3 separate regions of the Zea mays genome follow, and all the other regions are linked to region 1. Evidence: chromatin contacts called from public Hi-C and HiChIP or PLAC-seq data. All regions are on one chromosome and are shown on one strand. The core of a region is the stretch at or near the end of the contact, and the rest is flanking DNA. Distances in the headings are between cores, read along the strand shown. Region 1 holds the start of LOC103641779 (ATP-dependent DNA helicase Q-like 5). Region 2 holds the start of LOC100382612. Region 3 holds the start of LOC100193582.

Region 1 (3,398 bases), core at 70-2,569:
AAAATCATCGACAATCATAATTCAAGATCCTGATTTTCTTTTCATGAGCAAAGGAAATCATGAGAGTATGAAACTGAAACCCTTCAGAAAACTTAAGGAATAAAATAACTCCAGTTCTCCAGATGCATATGTGGAATCTTTACCTTTTTGTACAATAATCATTCCAGAGGGATCTAAACCATCTATATTCTCTTTTTCCTGTTGTAATTTGAACCTTTTCCAGCTTCCCAAAAAGTCAATCACACGTCATCAGTTGCGTCACGACGACGTCCACAGCCGTGGGATCCTCGGCACCGGTACTGGCCTGTGCATCCACCATGTCGCGCGATGGGGAATCTTTGCTGGAGCACAAATAGAGAAAGATGGCGACGTACGGCCCCGTCCCCCTCCGTCCCCGCCTGCAGCGACCTCCCGGCTGCCGTATCCTCCTTCGCCGACGCGTTCGTGGACTTTGCCGTGTCCGACATCTTCTTCCCGACCTTCCCCTCCTCCTCCTCGCTCCCTCCTCGCCCGAAGACTCCAACCACCTTCCTCCCTTCCCCATCCCGGCTCGTCGCCATCGGAGACCTCCACGGGGACCTGCCCAAGTCCCTCTCCGTGCTCCGCCTCGCCGGCCTTGTGCCCCCGTCTTGCACCCCGACTCCCCCTCCGCCTCCGGCCTCCTCATGGCCCGCGGGGCCCACCCTCGCCGTCCAGCTCGGCGACATCCTCAACCGCAGCGACGACGAGCTCCGCCTCCTATACCTACTCCACCGCCTCTCCCTCTCTGCCGAGACACGCGGAGGCGCGTTCCTCCCCATCCTCGGCAACCACGAGGTCATGAACGTCTCCGGCGACTTCCGCTTCGCCACGCCGCAGGGTTTCCACGACAGGGCGGTGTGTGGGGGGGTGCTGGCGTGCGCGGGATTCGCGGCGTGGGCTGCTGAGGCGGGCGTCGCGGGAGCGGCGGGTTGCTGGCGCACGGGCGTTGCAGGAGCGGGAGCAGTCTACACTGCCTCCTTAATAGTTAGTAGAGATTGTTTAAAAGTATATACTGAGTAAAAATCCGCGTGAAGACGTGGGTTTAAAATTGTGTATCCATGGGTACAATCATGGGCATGTTTAGTTAAACTCTACGCTAGGACTGTGGACGTGTTTTTGCCCCATCCGATCTAAACCTAATCCATTGCCATCCTATATTGATATAGGATCATGGGCAGGTTTAGTTAATCCACGGCGAAGAAAAAAATACATGCTGCCAAGTGCCAACTGGCAAGAAATGAAGAAACTGTCCTCTGGCAAGAAAAGCGGGAAAGGCGATGGGCTGGGCCGGCCAGGAGAGTCGCTCGATTCGCAGGCCAGGCAGATCGCGGTCAGATCCCCACTGCCTTGGCGGGAAGCCTATCAATCCTCACCCCAAATCCCCCGCTACTCCCCGCTCCGGCTCCGTTCACGACTACGGCGACGAGCACCACCCTCACCCCCAGCCCCACACCGCGCCACGCCGATGTACTCCCAACTCGTCGACGGGGACTCCGACTCCGAGGGATCCCTGATCTCCGACATCTCCGCCTCCCCGCCCCGCGGCCGTTCGCCCTCGCCCCCGCCCCCGCCCCCGCCGCCGCCCGAACACCGTCCCAACCCCAAGCACACCGCCACCGTGAAACCTAAGCCTCCCAAGTCCAAGGCGAAGCCCAAGCTTGCAGCATCCGCCTGCACCGCCGCTGTTTCGCCGCCTCCCCTCCCCTCCGCCGCGCTCTCCGACCCGCACGGTCTCGTCTCGCGCATCGCCGCTGCTCCCGCGCTTGTCACCGCCACCAGCACCGTCTCTTCCTCCTCCTTCCGCCGTCTCGTCCAGTCGCGCAACCCCTCCTTCGATCCCGCCGCCGCTTTCAGCGCTCCGACACCCGCACCCACTCTGGCGCCCACCGAGATAGCAACCGCAGCGACAGCGCAGTGCCCTGCGCCGGACGCGCCGCCGCAGACCAGGCCCAAGCGGGTGCATCCCAACTCGGTGTCGGAGGTGGTCCCGCCCGCGGCGGAGGCAGAGCAACCGAAGCGGCCGAGAGGGGGTGCCGAAGGAAACTTTGTGCGGCTCAACATCAATGGCTACGGTCGGAGGAGGACGTTCAGGAACGCGCAGGCCAGGCGCCCTACGAAATACCGCTCCTGGCGGCGGCAGCGACATGGCGGCGCAAAGCCTCAAGGCCGTGGTGACGAAGAAGGGGATTTTGTGGCTGAAGCTATGATAGAGCGGGAGAAGAAGAGGGCAGGAGGAGATGGTGGTGTCCTCGAGGCCGTCGAAGCAGCGCGAGAGGACCCGTCTGAGCAGAATCTTGAGAATTTGCTCAGAATTATCTATGGGTACAACTCTTTCCGCGAGGGGCAGCTTGAGGCAATTCAGAAGGTTGTTGCAGGAGAGTCAACTATGCTTGTGCTCCCTACTGGTGCGGGCAAGTCACTATGCTATCAGGTGTGGACGTGTGGTGAGAACTTTGAGATCTTCATTTTGGTAATGGCAGTTCTGAAAATGACGGTGATGCTATATTTTAGGTACCTGCTATGATTTTGCCTGGACTAACACTGGTGGTAAGCCCGCTACTCTCCTTAATGGTGGATCAACTGATGAAGCTACCTGCATTTTTGCCAGGTGGCTTTCTTGCAAGCAATCAGGTAAATATTATGCATACATATTCTTTTATGGGAACCCTAGCCATCCTTATTCTGATCGTTATTTTACACTGTCAAATTCTCTCAGACAAGCGATGAGTTTCATGAGACATTACAAAGGTTGCGTGGAGGGGAAATAAAGGTAAATTGGTCTGACTCCTACTTTTATGACTACTAATGTAGCACCCTCTGCCAATTTTAGTTACAGTAACTCAGCCCTGATGCTCCCCTAAACAGTGAGCAATGCTTTGATGAAAATATTCTTTGTGCTTCATATATTGAAAACTTCGCTAAAAAATTGAATCTATGATACACAGATTTCTCAATATATTGAAAATGAACCCAATCTGATCTTGTGCTTCATATATCCTTTGTGTTGATGATGTTTACACTAACATGTTTAGCTATGCTTAATTCCTTTCCATTTATGATCAGGTGCTTTTTGTTTCCCCTGAAAGATTCTTGAATGAAGAATTTCTGCTAATATTTAGGGACGGGCTACAAATATCCCTAGTTGCTATTGATGAAGCTCACTGCATTTCTGAATGGTGAGTTGATATATCCTTGTAGTTCAGTTGATATACTGCATGCTGTTCTTTGCAGTTAGTACCATAGCTTCTCTCTTTTCTGCTTTGTATCTTCTTGTTTTCTTTGATACATCCTATGATCGTTGTTTTTCTCCCTTCTTGCTTTTTATGTACTTGCTCTGCTCTGATCATTGCTTATTGTTAGTTCAACAATAACTATGT
Region 2 (3,354 bases), core at 317-2,816, 190 kb before region 1:
AGCATCAGACATCTTCTTCCCCAAGCGCGAGTCAATATGGATGCACTTCCATAAAAAGGGTTCGTTCCGGACAGCTGAATGCAATGACTTGCACACCATCTCAACAGAGAGGATGTCACGTAAGCCAAGATAGCTCAGAACAAACACCATCGCTTCATGTGCATCATTTCCCTCCTGGACAGGAGCAACATCAACCATATCCCAGCATGCCAAAGCTGGGTTACAAGAGCTAGATGGGTCCTCCTCAACCATATTATCACAGCATGACAAAGCTGGGTGACAAGAGCTATATGGGTCCTCCATGACCCCAATAGAGTAGGACATACTAGGAGGCAACCGTGAAAACTGTTCCATGCCTCCAGCACCTGAGAGGCCTCCACACACAAAAGAATCCTCAAAACCACCAGTATAGGCACCACTCCATGGCTCCGGAGTGAGCATAAAAGCCTGGTTCAAGTAATAACTCAGGTCATCAGAGAAATCATCGTCATCACCGCTTCCAAAATGCCCAGCACCAGACATGAACGTGAGGTCCCCGATGCAACTGGCGATCGCAGCTGTGAACGTAGTTTCCAGGTTCATCCCAAAGGGGTCCGTGGGTAAGAGATCCACAGGATCCGCCTCCTTCATCTCCATCTCAGGCTCATTCCACCACAGTGAATTCACCCCGGAGGATGATACAGGAGAGGCCTCATCCGACCAGCACCCACAACCAAGCATCATGTTGGCACATTCATCGGTCACCAGGAGCGAGCGTGACGAGTAATTCAGCGCCATAACCTCCAACCTCCCTTCCACTACCTCTCTATATCTCTCGCTCTCTCTTTTTTTTCTCCCTCTCTATTTTCTTTTTTTCTTTTTTCTTTTGATTTTATCTACAGACGACGATAGAACACGCGGCCCTAGATCTTCTCAAGAGAAGAACCCTCTATTCCTGGTCCGGGCCGATCAAAAAAACACAATCCCTAGGACCAAAAACTTCACGGAGCAGTCTCGATCACGGAGCCCAATCCAATAGCAGAGAAGGTAGACGTCCAGACGTCCCCCTCCTAAAAAAAACGAATCCCCTCTACCAATACACCCCCAAATCTAATCAGCCGACATCACCAATACCACTCAGCCTGGATAATCACGCCCAAATCGGCAGAAACAATTAGCACCAATACAAACACTCCTCAGATCCCAGCAACAGTAACAGTGAGAAAGGGAAACCAGAAATCCCCAAACCGGTACGGCGAGGCTTCTCGAGGCTCGGTGGCGATTGGCGAATCGGGCTGCAGGCAGATGCAGAGCTCCGAATGCGGCGGCGGTAGGACGGGTGGTGCTGGGATTGGAGTGGAGACGGTGGCGCGCGCAAACCCTACGCGAGAGGCAGGCTATGAGGAGAAGGTTGTGGTGGTGTGCAGAGGGGGGTGGCGTGGGGGTTCCGCAAAAATCTCGAAGCCTCCTCTTCCTTCCTGGCTGCCGTCCCCTTTGGTCTCTCTTCCGCGCCGCGCGGGGGGAGCGGAGGAGAAGGAGGGGTTGAGAAGGGACGAGAGCGCGTGGCGGCCTCTGCTCTGGTGGGGGCAGCGGCTGGCTAGGCTTAGTTTCGCCTTTTAATTTGCGTTTTTCTCCCGTCCGGAACGGGATTTTCTCAAAATACAACGAACGAACTTGCGGGTTTGCGCCGTTGGGATAACGGTGGGGCTGGCTGAGGCGGAGTGCGCAAGGCGATGGTTGGAATGCTGCGCCGTTTTGGCGGCGTTCAGTTTCACTCAGATTCTAAGATCGTAGGATTTTGTTTTAGATAAGTGTTACCTCTGCATTATCTAAAATCTGTTGAAACCAAACATGACCTTTACTATTTGGAAACTCACTGAACATGAAAAAACAATAAAAACCGGAAAGACGCCATATCCGCGTGAGATGGAGTGGTACGTAAAATGGTGCAAACGAACATTTGTGGAAGCAAGAATATTCTTCCATATAAAAAATTAGTCAGTTGCTCTGATTTGCTACTATTGTTATATATCAAATAAATAGATATTGATATATTTATTTAAATATAATTATTGTTCATTTGTAAACACTAAGATATGTGTTGTCTAGTGGTTAGCCCTAAATTTTATGAACATTGAGCGTGGGGGTGAGTGCTAGGTAGACGCAGTAGCTGCACGAGCCCTGAGGTCCATAGAAAGCGTTGATGTGAGGTCCATAGGGTACGACGCGCGATGCGGGGCGTCTGGAGTGGGCCCAGAGTGTCGGCACTGAGGATTAAGATTTTAATAGAATAGTATAAATTATAGCATCTTCGGTAGTTTCCAGCAAAATATAAGCCTCCTTTTGAATGCGAGAATTTCATAGAAATTATATGAAAATTTCACATGAATCAATTTACTTTCACAGAAAAACACATGAAAACAGAAAAACTTCCCTCAATCCAAAAGAGGCCATATACGATAAATCAATGAGTTCTCTAAGTGCCTATAAAATATTGAAATCACATTTCTTCGGTTCGAACAACTTTCAAAAACTTGTTTCTAAAATATAGCAAGTATTTTGTATTAAAATTTTCGAATGGTTATAAAACACACCAAATAATTTTGTATCTTTACTCTCGTAGAGTAATTCCAATAGTTATGTATAATTGTACTTCCTAAATGCTAGATTTAGCAAATCCTCAAATAATATAGGAAGAAAAAAAAACTCATCTCCTCCTCTCTATATATTAGAGTCTAAATATATTAAAACTTATCATGCCACCAGTTTGATTGGGACCACTTTTTTACTTTTGTTTTCATCTCTCTTTCGTATATCGATCTCAAAATTTTGACATGACAGATTCAACCTGGTGAGCTGTGTTGGTTTTTTATTTGCTACAACAATTATTTATTCGATAATTTCCGACGTGTGCATGTACGATTGTTGTATTGTCAATTATTTAATCTCAAGATGACTAGTTGCCACAATTGTATATCGGTGGTCGGCGTATAAGCCCCTTCTAATATATCTTTACTACAAAGTGAAAAAAATACCAAAATAAATAAGTAACATAAGTTTTTGTTTAGGGAGTTGCTAAATAGTTGCTAGATGTAGAGGAAGAATGAGGTTAAATGAGAAGTAGCTAAATTTTAAATAAAAGCATATATAGAGATGTTGAGGATGAGTTTTTAGATTAGCTGTCTAAATTGTTGATTTAGAAATTGTTTTAGAGAACTACTCAAGTTGATCTTATGCATTTGCATTGAAAAAACTCTGTTACTCCTTATTCTTTTCATGTTATGGTACCTCCAAACCGGTGAATCGATAGGTACACGGATATTTCCATGCGATTAGTTTGGTTTTCCAAGTGCATTAAACTGGAAGTTAAAATAA
Region 3 (3,474 bases), core at 310-2,809, 240 kb before region 1:
GCTCCTTGGCTATACACTGTATTTCATGAGCTTGCTCTACAATAGAGCGATTATCAACCATCTTATAATCATGAAAGCTCTCCATGATATACAGGTCACTGCCAGCATCTGATGCACCATACTTAGTAGTAAGTGCATCCCACAACTGTTTCCCGTCTGTGTACTGCATATTCGCATCAACGAGACGGTCAACAAGGGCGCTAAGAACGACTCCCGTGAACATAGTATTGGCATGGTCGTACTCTTTCTCCTGTTCAGGAGTCAGTGGACCCTCAGGTCTGCCTTTACTAACATGGAAGACATTCATAGCAGTAAGCCAGAGCGTGGCCTTGACTTGCCATCTCTTAAAGTGCATACCATTAAACTTTTCTGGCTTCAGCGCGTCGGCAAAAGCAGCCATAGAAAAACTAGGAAATTGTCTACAATAAGGTTTTTGGATTGTTGAATAATTAGACAAATTCCAAATTAAATTCCGAATATAAATCATGACCAAATCAGAAGAACTGAAATAAAAGCCAAATCAGATGATGCGTACTGATTAGACTTACTGATTGTTGGCGCGCGCCAGGATCAGCTGGGTCGACGAGGTCAGCAGATCACGAGCAGTCGCGTGAAGACGCTTCCCAAAAACCTTATTCGCCCTCTCCCGGTGCAGGATCTAGAAGACGAAGGGTTCCGGAGACCTGCTCTCCTGATCGCAGATGCACCTCTGCGGTCGGGACGAAGGGAACTAAAAGGCGGCTCAGCTATGAAGAGAGGCGAAAGCGAACTGGGATCTCGGATGATTTGGAGGCTGGCTGCCGGGCTCCTTTTATAGGGCCAAGTCCGCGACCCCCTGTGCTTATCCGCCCACGAAAATCTCGCAATCAGTTGAGATTTTATAGCGATCGGTTAGGATAAGCGTAACAGCCAAGAAACCAAAAAATCAAACGGCAAAAGGTAGCCGCGCCCCCGCAAGGCGAGGGGCCGGATTTCGGCGAACCATTCACGCGCATGTCGTGCGCCCGCGCCCTTCGCCCCGGCCCGGCCCGGCCAGGCGAGCGAGCGCGCGCGTGCGTGTGGCTCTCCACACACTCTCCTCTCATCCATGACTTGGTGAGTGAGTGTGGCTTCCATATTTAAGTTAGCTCTACTCCACAAGAGCTAGCAATATGGTGCTATTGGTTCCACCTATCCCTTTGCCATCAACTTATATGGGCTTTTGAGATTTTCCTGGGATTTATTTGAATAACTTAATTGGGCCAAGCCCATAAATCCTAACAGCAGCAACACCCAGCAAGGCCAAATTGCAGCCCCGACACAGATCATCATAGCATGGAGATGTACCTGGAGCCAGCGCCGAGCTTGGATGGAACCGAAGTCCAAAAAGCAATTGCATTTCTGATCTGACCTGACGACTGATCTGGTTTTTCATTTCACTAGAGACGACGGTGCTATGATCTGGTCGAGATCCTCCAGGATGCCGAGTGTGCACTAAGCACTATACTGTATCCTCCTCTCCTGCCGCCGCTCTCCCTATCTTGGGATTACTGTAGGTCTGTTTCTGGGAGACCCTTGAGCACACCCGAGCCGTCCAATTTACATCGGACGGTGCTGCGTGGCCGTCAGGGAAAAGGATTAGGGGACGGGGAGAGAACGAAACAAAACCCAAATATCTGGACGCACACACTGGGCCGCGCTGCTTCTCCGTCACGCTGAATCGTCGTCGCCGCCGGCCAGCCGCAGGAGCTCGCCGTCGCGCGTTTTTGAAGCTCTCCAGGAAAGGGGGCGCGCGCAGGCGCAGCATGAGAGCGGCCGTGAACACGCCACCTCCGCGCTGCTACTCGCGGCGGCGCGCCAGCGCCACGCTGCTGGAAGCGCGTTATGTGTTCGACCACGTGCCGCAGCGGCGCCTGCCGAGCCTGGCTGCGGAACTCCGCGCGCGGCCCGCGTCCGTGGCTGCCCGGAGGCCCGCGCGGCGCTCGGCCGCGTCTGCGGCTGCCCCCACCTGTGGCGCCGCTTCAGGTACTGAAATTGGATCGTGTTCTTGGTTTACCCCCTTCTTCTGCATGCGCTTGACTTTGGAGCTGCCTCGTTTGTGCACTGAAGATCGTCTGGTATTTGGCCAGTGGTAGCATATCATTGGAATGTTTGCATGTGTTGTTCAATGACCCTTTAGTTTGGTATTGGGGGTTTAGGACAGCGGTTTTGTTTGTGTCACACTAGGACAGTGGGTGTTCAAGAATGGGAGCAAGCTTAGTTCGCAACTAATAAAAAGTAGTTTGAAATGCTACCAATTACGTATTACTTAACCAGGCTACCCCAGAAGTCCATTGTCCGTTGAATCTTCCTTACCATTTGGATTGGATGGTAATTGTTTTTGGTTTGTGCGGCGCACCCCTTTATGTTTGGTTTTTGGGGTCCTGTTCCCCTGAAGAACTGGTCCAACACATGTTTTGGTTTTCTCCTTCAAATAAAACTTTCGGCAAAGCTTTTTGTTCCAAAAAGATTCGTAGCGGTGAGAGGTGTCTCACGAGTTCGAAGAGCCTCTCCTCCACATTTGTGGGGAAAGGCTTGCCTCGGTTTATTCCTTTCTCATACCCCATATGACATCTCGACCTGCGGGAGGTAAGACAGCCCCCGGGCATTGTATTAAGAAAAGACCTTCTCACACAGGTCGAAAAAACCCCTGAACCCTTGCCCCACCCATACACAGCGGCATCGAAGCCCATGTGAGAACGGCCACGACCGGGACTGGGCCTTAGACCTGTGCTTTGGCGTGGGACAGACGAGGAGATTTTTTTAACCACAGCCTAAAATTCGCTCCCACGGGGAGTCGAACCCACGACCTAAGGAGTGCTACTCAGACCAACTAACCAACTCAGCTAGAGGCCCTTTCGCTCATACCCCATATGACAACACTCTTGCTTGTTTCCTTTTACCCTTAACCCCCTGCAACTAAGAACTAACTGTTCTTACTGTTTTGGTAATCTCTAGCTGCTACCAATCCTGGAAATGGACTAATTAGCTCTTAGCCTTTATTCAATCATGTGATTTAGCTTTATAGGATTAAGAAATTTATGGACTCAACCACCACAACCATATGCTCTTGCATTAGAAACTTTTTGTTTCATTGTCATCTGTATTGCATCAAAATAGATTGGGAAAAATAGCATATATGATGGTTGACCTCGAATTGAAACTTGACTAATTTTCCTGACAAGCAACAAGCTTTGAACTCGGAAAATGCTTAGATACGCATACAGAAATTTTGAGGCGGGAAAAATAGTTCGTCGTTATTGATTTGTTCTTATCTGTTTGGAACATCATAGCATTTACATGCTTGTTGGGAGGTTGTAGAGGTTTGCATGCTTTTGTTGACTTCCTAGAGTTTGCTTCTCTGTAGTGGACATCATTGCTTGAGAGGTGGGATCTCTTTAGCTAGTTCTCTTTGCCCAAATATTTTCTTGTCCCAAGCAATGTCTTCTTGCTGAA

The links. Hi-C and Micro-C count contacts between places; a contact is called where the count stands out from the background. HiChIP or PLAC-seq counts read pairs in DNA pulled down with a chosen protein or histone mark.
Region 2: a Hi-C map of tassel shows a contact between it and region 1, with 2.4 times the contacts expected there. The contact joins the promoter of LOC100382612 here to the promoter of LOC103641779 in region 1. A contact is called at or near these places in 3 of 25 Hi-C or Micro-C datasets (ear, leaf and tassel).
Region 3: an H3K4me3 HiChIP or PLAC-seq map of leaf shows a contact between it and region 1, with 3 times the contacts expected there. The contact joins the promoter of LOC100193582 here to the promoter of LOC103641779 in region 1. A contact is called at or near these places in 1 of 25 Hi-C or Micro-C datasets (endosperm) and 1 of 3 datasets of contacts at active chromatin or transcription factors (leaf).

The regions. Positions count from the first base shown.
Region 1 is chr10:129,038,819-129,042,216 of Zm-B73-REFERENCE-NAM-5.0, forward strand. It overlaps LOC103641779 (ATP-dependent DNA helicase Q-like 5), which reads left to right and starts at 1,320. Exons shown (of 20, transcript XM_008665114.4): 1 at 1,320-2,452; 2 at 2,533-2,652; 3 at 2,738-2,791; 4 at 3,085-3,197. The coding sequence starts at 1,487.
Region 2 is chr10:128,846,283-128,849,636 of Zm-B73-REFERENCE-NAM-5.0, forward strand. LOC100382612 reads right to left here and starts at 1,567. Exons shown (of 3, transcript NM_001366798.1): 1 at 1-1,567. The coding sequence starts at 777.
Region 3 is chr10:128,800,181-128,803,654 of Zm-B73-REFERENCE-NAM-5.0, forward strand. LOC100193582 reads left to right here and starts at 1,560. Exons shown (of 2, transcript NM_001348933.1): 1 at 1,560-2,004. The coding sequence starts at 1,785.